3 separate regions of the Mus musculus genome follow, and regions 2 and 3 are each linked to region 1. The links are chromatin contacts, called in public promoter capture Hi-C maps. All regions are on one chromosome and are shown on one strand. Each heading gives the region's core, a stretch centred on a gene start, on an enhancer-like site or on the middle of the called end of the contact. The rest is flanking DNA. Distances are from core to core; before and after follow the strand shown.

Region 1 (2,700 bases), core at 2-2,501:
AGGGAAACATGAATTTCCAGGTCTCGAGTTCTAACCATACAGTGCATCGCTCCTCTTGCACTGCAGTGTGCCAATGCCATACACTCACCTGCGGCTTTAGTTCCTCTGCTGGGACTAGCGAGTCTTTCCTGTGCAGCTGAGCTGCCAGTGTGAGACCCCAACTTACAGAGCATTTCTCCCTGGAAGGTAAAGAAAGCCCCTGGACGTTCCCCAAGCTTGCTTTCCCTGATCTCTAAAAATACAGCCAGAAAGAAGCTCTTTGTTCTCTATAGCCAGCAAAAAGCCTTTTTGTTTCTATACTTTACAACCAGAGATGCCTGCCTTCCTGTGCTGAGGACACGGAGATAAAAATTCAGAAAGAACTCACTACCCACTCCTGCCTTGTAAATTTCACCAAGGACACAGAAAAGAGAAGAACTCTCTTCCCAACTCCTCCCAACTCTTCCCAACTCTCCTCCCAACTCCTCCCAATTCCTCAGCTAGCTGTTAAAAGCCCCCTACTGCCACTGCTTGGGGTCGAACTCCCCTGCCCGGCACCGTCCTCAGCTAGCTGATAATAAAACCTCTTGCAGTTTGCATCAGGTGTGGTTTTCTCTCGGGTCACTGGGGTGCTGGCCAGCTCATCCCGGGACTTGAGCGGAGGCCTAGCTTCGGGGGTCTTACACCAGGAGGGGAGAGGAAGCAACCGAGAACCTTAGTGACTTCAGAGGACTAACTTGGCAGAGCACCTTGTCCAGGGACTGCTCTAGAGAGCCCAATGGAGGATTGTCAGAACCCTAGTGACAAGATCTGGAACGCAGATGGCTTCCGAACCCACTAGAGCGGGTGGCTTACCGTGCAGCAATGACTCCGTGTCCCGCAGCTCCCGCTCCTTCTCGCTCAGCAGTCGGGCGGCCGCGGCCAGCTGGGGGTACCCAGCGTCCAGACCACCGGCCTCCGAGCCCACGCGGCGCTCCAGGAAGGCCCGCAGGGGCCCGCCGCGGGCGAGGAGCTCCTCGGAAGGCGGCGGCGTGCGGCTGAAGGCGCGGCGGGCCCACAGGCGCCGGGCACCGCTCAGAAACCCGCTCCGCATCCTGGCTGGGCCGCCCACCTAGCAGAAAATATACAAACACTCTAGGAAGGTCTCCGATCCAGAAATGTTCTGCCGGAAATGTTACGAGAACTTCCGGCAAAGCGTAGTACAGCCTGGAGGTCCTCTAAAGTCAAAAGGCAAGCGGGCAGGGAGGTCTGGACGCGTTTGCCCCGCCTCCAACCCGAGCGCCGAAGTCTCCGCCCTACCCCAGGGGAGGGGCTCCGGATTCTCAGCTCCTCCTCCAAATGGGACAGGTCTGGGGCCTCAGCCCGCCCCCCTCAGGGCGGAGCTCCACCGTCTCAGCCCCGCCTCCACGGGGGCGTGGAAACCACCCACGCCTGACTCCCACTTCTAGTGGGCGAGCTCTGCTGCCTAGGCGTGACCTTGAGATAGCGAGTGCCTCCAATGCCTCAGCCCCGCCTTGAGACAGAACTTCACCTCCTCAGACCGGCCTCTAGGGAAGAGCTCCAATGCCTCAGCTCCGCTTCCTCGGCCCCGCCCTCCAAAGGAAACTCCAAAAGCGCGGCTCCGCCTCCTCAGCCCTGTTCTCTAGGGAAGGAGCTTTAACGCCTCAGTCCCGCCTTCTCGGGTCGGCTCCTGGAGGAAGCGCTTCCTCCGCCTCGTCTCTCAGGGTGGAGCTCCACCTAGTTCCGCCTACAGGCTGAACTCAGAAGCCTCACCTCCAGACCAACTCTGAAGCCTCGACTCCGCCCTCAGGCCGAGTTTGGCTGCTCCCCAAGACCTGTTCCCCAGCGAGCCAGGCTGGAGTGAACAGCAGGTGTCTGCAGTCTGAAGGTGAAGGTTTGCTTCTCAAGGCTGTGAGACTTAAGGATAGTCAAGCGACCAGCAGGCACAGAGTCCACAGCCACAGAAGTCATCTATCTCCAGTCTCTAAGGCTTAATTATAGGGTGGTCATCTGACATAGGTTCCTTTCAAGGACAGGCATATCCTACTAAACCTCCCAGGGACGCTACAAAATCTGTTTTCCTATCGTCACCCACCACACCAAGCACTAGGTTTCTCCGTTTCCTGCCTCACATTCTGATTCACTCAATCCGACTCTCCATTGCTCTCTCACTTTCTTGCTGTTGCTCCCTCCTCCTCCATATCCAAGTTAAAACTAACAAACTACAACACAATGAAGCATTTTAAAACTTTCCTCATTCTGCTCTGAAGTTGTAACTCTCGGGGAGTACTTGCTTACCTTGCTCAAGGCTGTCTGCAGCCCTGCAATTAAAAAAAGAAAGAGAGAAAAATCAAAGGCCTCCCTCTAGTGGACATCCACCCTCCTGACTACTAACTTATGTATTTGCAATTCAAAAGACTTAACCACTGCCTACCAGAGAAGTGGGTAACAGGATGTGAATAAACCAGACAAGCCACTCCTGAGGATGCAGAATTTGAAGCTTAGTCTACTTGCGAATTCTACTGGATTACTAGCTGTTTTTTGGACCATGGTGGTTCACTGCTGATCAAACTGTTCTCTGTTTAGAATCAAATGGGTACTCTTACCATTAACACTAATCAAAATTACTAATTTCAAGATTATATAAAATGAATTTTGCATCCTATCTAATCAATCCTTAGCATCACATACAAGGGCACTGGCATGAAGAAATGAAGCGGC
Region 2 (2,700 bases), core at 66-2,565, 180 kb before region 1:
AAAAAAAAAGATTTCCTGGAATTAAGCCACAGGAACTCTGGCTTAAGTCAGACCTGTCAGCTGGACAACAAAATTCCAGACATTTTGAAATTTAATTCATTTAATTTTTCTTGTAAATGGATTAGAAAATATGATTAAGCTCTAGCAAGATAATTCTCACTGCATTGGCCGGCCCTCAGTGCAACAAAGAGAGACTAAAATCTTAGAGGACAATAAAGTAAAGAAAATTGAGAGCTATATATCCCTAAGGATATACGTAATAAAACACACACACACACACACACACACACACACACCAGGACTTTTAAATGAATGGACATTGCCTTTGTTTTCCATGACACTCTTAGGATAGCTGCATTTTGACATTAAGTCCCAATTAAATGTATGTCAGGCTACTTTGAGGTTAAAATCAACAAAAAAAAATTAAGCATTCATCACAGTACTCTACAAAGGTCTTTTCCCTGATCCTTTGAAATCACATTTATGTAAAGCGACTGAGTTGGAGATTCTGAAGTAGGGTGAGTTTTGAGGGCAAACAAAGTGATTCAACATTATGCAAAGACATAAAATGAGGAGAATGCCTTTGAAGAGAAAGAGAGATTCAGTCCCTGGAGTATACAGTCTGATCATTATTTATTTTTGGAATATTTGATATAGTGGGCAAAGAGAAGGAGTGGGAATTATGATATTTTAAACAAAGTGTAGAAGAGTGCTAGTGCCATGGCTTACACAACAGCGTGTATACTATAGCATCTTAGACACATAATGGAACCCCTCTCCCCGAGGATTAGACTCAACATAAAAGAAGTGTAATAATAGAAAGATGCAAAATCATTTATGACTGCTTTTTAAATTAGAGTAGGTTTCTAGAAAACTTTAATTCAGATATGCATAAGCAGCATAAAGTTTTTTAAAAGGCATTAAAGCAATTGACACTTTGTAGAAACGAGGAATTATACTCTAAGCACAACACAAGTTTTCTGCATTTGTTCCTGAAGAAAGTCCTTATTTTCTAAGGTACTCCTAGGCCCTGTCTATAACATTATAATCATCTTCTAGTTCATCACAGCTAAGTAAAGATTAAAGCATTGCACATCCAGCTAAGTACTTTTCTTTTTTTAAAAAAGAGTTCATTTCCTCTCTCTTGAACTTGTTTGCTATAAATGTATATAAATCAGGCATGATGACAATTTAATAAGAACTTCAAGACCTGTTCATCCCATGGGATCACTACTGTGACGTCTTTCGGGGAGCCTTCTGATTGCTCAGCCCGAAGCACAAGCCCTATAAAATGAGAGACTTTGAGATGCTGGTCAGCTTGGACAGCAGAGCACTAGCCAGCTACAGCCAACCGTTCCCCAGGAACCGGGAACAGACTGGTGGAGCCTTCCCTAGAGCAGAACTTCAGCACCCTAGACAGCTGCCACGAAGCCGGAAAGGCAGCCCTGCCTGAAGGAAACAGCCAAGGGTAAGCAAAATCTTCCACTTCTTCCTCTCCTCTCTGTCACTGGGACTTTGAATAGGAGTTTGTGAAAATTTCTCTCTTAAAAAGAATTTTACAGTGTTCGTCTTTTTGCAATAGCCAAATACAATAATCATGACAAGTCACTGAATAAAGATAGAAATGCCTCAATTTCTCTCTTATGACCCCATCTGCTTAGAGGATTCTTAGTCCTGCTTAATCCTTCATTAAGTATTGCCTTTTAAAAAATAAAGTAAGACGAGTTTGCTTGTGGGGGGGGTTTTGAGCAAAGTGTTCAGCTTGATGCATTTGTTTTGGGGGTTTTCAATCTGCGTTTAAAGAGCTTTTCTTTCTGTTTCTAAACAGATCGAGCCTAGAAAGCACTCACTTTCTTTATCATTTAATTTTTAAGTGCTATGACTTTTGTAGGTACCAAGAGGTAAAACCCTTGAAGATCTCTGTGCTAGCTCGACAGTGTTTACAAATAGGACATGTGAATAGATCGAATGCAGGATGCATGGGCTCTACAGATAAAGGCATATAAATCGATTTCCTGGAAAAACTTGTTCCAGTGCCAAGTGACTCTGAGGGCATTAAGTTTTATCCTTGAATAAATTTGCTTGGGCCTTGGTTTAAAGAAATAACTTATCAGTGGTTTCTATAACAAATACAGAGAAAATAAGAATTTCAATGTAATATGTATACAAGATTTTTGCCTTAATGATACAAATCTATACTTTATATACATATATGTACTATGAACATGCAAACTCTAAAATACAATTGGCTAGAAGGAAAATTAATTAGGTAATACCCCAGTTTTACATCAATCAGATATTATAGCTTTAAGGGGGGAACCCAACAAATTCCTTGTGGCTGTTTCCTTCAACAGAAAAGACATTATGCTATGACGACTCTGTTATCAAAACACAGAGCCTAAAGTTATCTGCCTCCAGCACAACAGAAGCATGGCCCTGGATAGACACTAAAATTAATTGAGTGCCCGCAGAGGGAAAGACAAAAGGGAGCTGAGCCGGTGTTCAAATGCCTTTATCCTGGGGATGGATTCCATTTCCAAACCAGTGCTAGAAAACTAGCGTTATTTTACAAAGTAATCTTATGTCAGTAAGTCTGACTCTTTCCTGAAGAGAAATGACCATTTTCAACTTGGCAAGAGCCCCTGGTGGGGTTGCTAGACCCTCTGAAATGTTGCCAAGTGTGGCTGGGAGAGCCAGCAT
Region 3 (2,700 bases), core at 132-2,631, 230 kb before region 1:
TTGACATTAAGTAGCCTTTGGTTATATAAAACATATACGTGAGGTATCTAGAGCAACTGAGGAACCCTACCTTTGCTTAGACAGGTGGGGAATGTCTCGATACACGTGTCTCTAGACACAGCAAGTTTTCATGAGGTACTGTCTTTGCATACATTGTCAGCAGGACTAGACCTCAAAGGGCACCATTGAAACTCAAGCCCTCTTTTCTTTCAGGAGCAGTGGTGTGATTATTTACTGGAGAGCATAGAAATAGACATTGGCCAAAATATCATAAAAATGTGTCCTTCTGTTTGCTCAAGCGATGCAAGTTTTCTGTAATTGCTTCATTTTCTTTGAGAGGGACAGCTGTGTATATTCTAATCTCTGGCTAATTTGTAGTTAACTTAAATCTATGAAAATTGATTTTTTTTAAAAAAAATGAGCAGAAATCACCACAGTTTTGGAGAATTAGGACTGCCAAGTGACTGGTCAGGTTGCCTTTACCCCACCCTTCTCAGGAATTTGTCAACAGACTTCTGAAGGGTGACAGTTACCTCAGCTGACAACACTTCAGCACCCCAGAGTTCTTGCAAGGGTTCTCAAGAGTGCACACTACAGATTCCCAGCCTAGAGATGAATTTTACTGGGTGGAAGTGACATTTGGCATCTCCTTTCCCTACTTTCAATGTCTCCCGATGCACAAAGGATCTACCCTGTCATGACCAAGGTAGGAAGGGCATTCACTATAATTTTCCCAAGCCACAGGATCACAGCATCCCTGGCCAAGCACTAAACTAAACATCCCTGGCCAAGCACTAAAACACTGCTGTAATCTCACATTCCCATTCCCCCCACTTGTGCACATAGAAATGATCTTGATTTCCCACATTTGAGTCCCAAAGAAAAAGGTAACAAAATACCAAAAAAAAACACATTTAAATATGTATGAATAAATGGAATGGATACACATTTCAAAATTAATACACCAGATACAGGGAGATATTACCTAGGAATTTTATTGTCTGTAATTTATAAACAAAAAATATTAGGTAAAGAGTGAAACTGAATATGGGCTTCTGAAAATCCCTCTCTGACTGCATGACATGGTTTTCAACATCAGAACACCATCTATAGCAGAACAGCATTGCACTCAGGTGAAGCTAAGTGCAGCAGCCAGGGTCTTGCTTTCTGCCTCTGCATGTAGATAGAGAACCCAGACTTAAGAAAATGCCCCTTGTCCCCAGACAGCTTTGGATGTGGCTGGAAAGAGGGCACTTAGCAACGAGGGAGGAAATGACGGGAAGGAAATAGTTTTGTGTCTGAGAGCCATGTGGAATTCCAAGATAAGAAAAACAGTTGCTAATTCGAGTATAAAAGCAGGAAACATGATACACTTACTTCCTTTTATGTAAACACAAGTATACGTGGGGTTGCGTGAAAATTATTTTTCTCTTGCTCAACCACAAAGGCATAGAATCAAACTGCTGGTTGTGGACACACTGGCTTCTTTTTCTTGTGGACATTATGGCTAATAACACCACGAGCTTAGGGAGTCCTTGGCCAGAAAACTTTTGGGGTAAGCAACCTTTGCCTTCACTGCTTTTAACTTAAGATGCACAGAAATTCTCTGCATGATTTATTACAACACTGGGAATCTCTAAGACAGTTTGCTTGCCATAACTATCTGGTGATGGTTTTTATGAATTTACTTCAAGAAATATACTGATAAAATGTCATCAGGATAAGCTACAGAAACATTAAAGACTAATCAGGCATATACAGCTTGGCTGGCATTTGCAAAACTGTTTAGAAAATGAGATTTTCTTTAAAGTGAAAATTTAAAAAAACAAATACGAAGTAGACATCATTGTTAAAAGAATATAACATGTGGGTTTTGTTGGAATGTTACATTTTATTTATCTGAAGGTGATGGTGTTAAAGACAAGTTCTACTGCTCCTTTCTCTTGGCATGTAGATATAGTTCGGTGAAAACCAAGAGGGTGCAACTGTATTGCTAAATATTTTATTTCATGAAGCCAAGGTATTCTGCAGAGGGTTTTGAAGTCTGTGTTTTTGTCAATGTTATTCTTTTTTAATTTTCAATGTGATTTTAAGCAACAAACCTATTGGTGGATGGCTTTAGAGTGTGTTGACACAGACAATGTGGAATTAAAATGAAATTATGGATCTATAAGAGAGGAAGCAGAAATAGCATATACTATTGCAATGCAAGCCTGTTCCAAAAAGAAGAGAAACAACACCTAAGCTTGCTTTGGCTGAGGCTACTCAGCTCGAGGTCTCAGAGCAGGGAGGGAGGCGCTGAGGTCAAAATCAGCATCCACTCCAGACCAGATTTAGGAGGCAGGCGCTGGGATGTGCAAAGAGATTGCCATGTCTCTGCGGTTTGAAGAAATGTATAAGTAAGGGGAACGGTTTAAGTTAGAACCAGAAGGAACTTGAAAGGAAAACTGGAGTTTACTAAGAGATCTATACCCCATATTATGTGAAGGGTGGATAAATTTGTAATCTCAGAAAACTGTATCAGGCTCCCTGCTGTGCCTAGAAGCAGGGCTCTGGAAACCATCTAGTAAATACTGAGCAGTTATGGCAACCTGGCCCTGGCGATCTATTACCACAGGTATTTGCATGAAGAGAATTAACTAGTTCATTGATTTTTTTTATTAATTAATGTGCTTTCTTCAAGCTTTAAGAGATTTAGCA

Evidence for each region. Promoter capture Hi-C pulls out the DNA fragments that hold promoters and counts their contacts.
Region 2: a contact with region 1 is called in a promoter capture Hi-C map of hematopoietic stem and progenitor cells. The contact joins the promoter of Vip here to the promoter of Mtrf1l in region 1. A contact is called at or near these places in 22 of 39 promoter capture datasets (the 3T3-L1 cell line, 3T3-L1-derived adipocytes, the C10 cell line and 15 more), 1 of 115 datasets of contacts at active chromatin or transcription factors (epiblast stem cells) and 3 of 9 other capture datasets (adipose tissue, embryonic stem cells and liver).
Region 3: a contact with region 1 is called in a promoter capture Hi-C map of hematopoietic stem and progenitor cells. The contact joins the promoter of Myct1 here to the promoter of Mtrf1l in region 1. A contact is called at or near these places in 21 of 39 promoter capture datasets (the 3T3-L1 cell line, 3T3-L1-derived adipocytes, the C10 cell line and 14 more), 1 of 15 datasets of contacts at CTCF or cohesin (pro-B cells), 32 of 484 Hi-C or Micro-C datasets (the AML12 cell line, CD4 T cells, CD8 T cells and 19 more), 10 of 115 datasets of contacts at active chromatin or transcription factors (the 230-238 cell line, bone marrow-derived macrophages, embryonic stem cells and 4 more) and 3 of 9 other capture datasets (adipose tissue, liver and macrophages).

The regions. Positions count from the first base shown.
Region 1 is chr10:5,822,692-5,825,391 of GRCm38.p6, forward strand. Mtrf1l (mitochondrial translational release factor 1-like) reads right to left here and starts at 1,252. Exons shown (of 7, transcript NM_175374.3): 1 at 835-1,252. The coding sequence starts at 1,072.
Region 2 is chr10:5,637,903-5,640,602 of GRCm38.p6, forward strand. It overlaps Vip (vasoactive intestinal polypeptide), which reads left to right and starts at 1,316. Exons shown (of 7, transcript NM_011702.3): 1 at 1,316-1,468.
Region 3 is chr10:5,592,347-5,595,046 of GRCm38.p6, forward strand. It overlaps Myct1 (myc target 1), which reads left to right and starts at 1,382. Exons shown (of 2, transcript NM_026793.2): 1 at 1,382-1,555. The coding sequence starts at 1,504.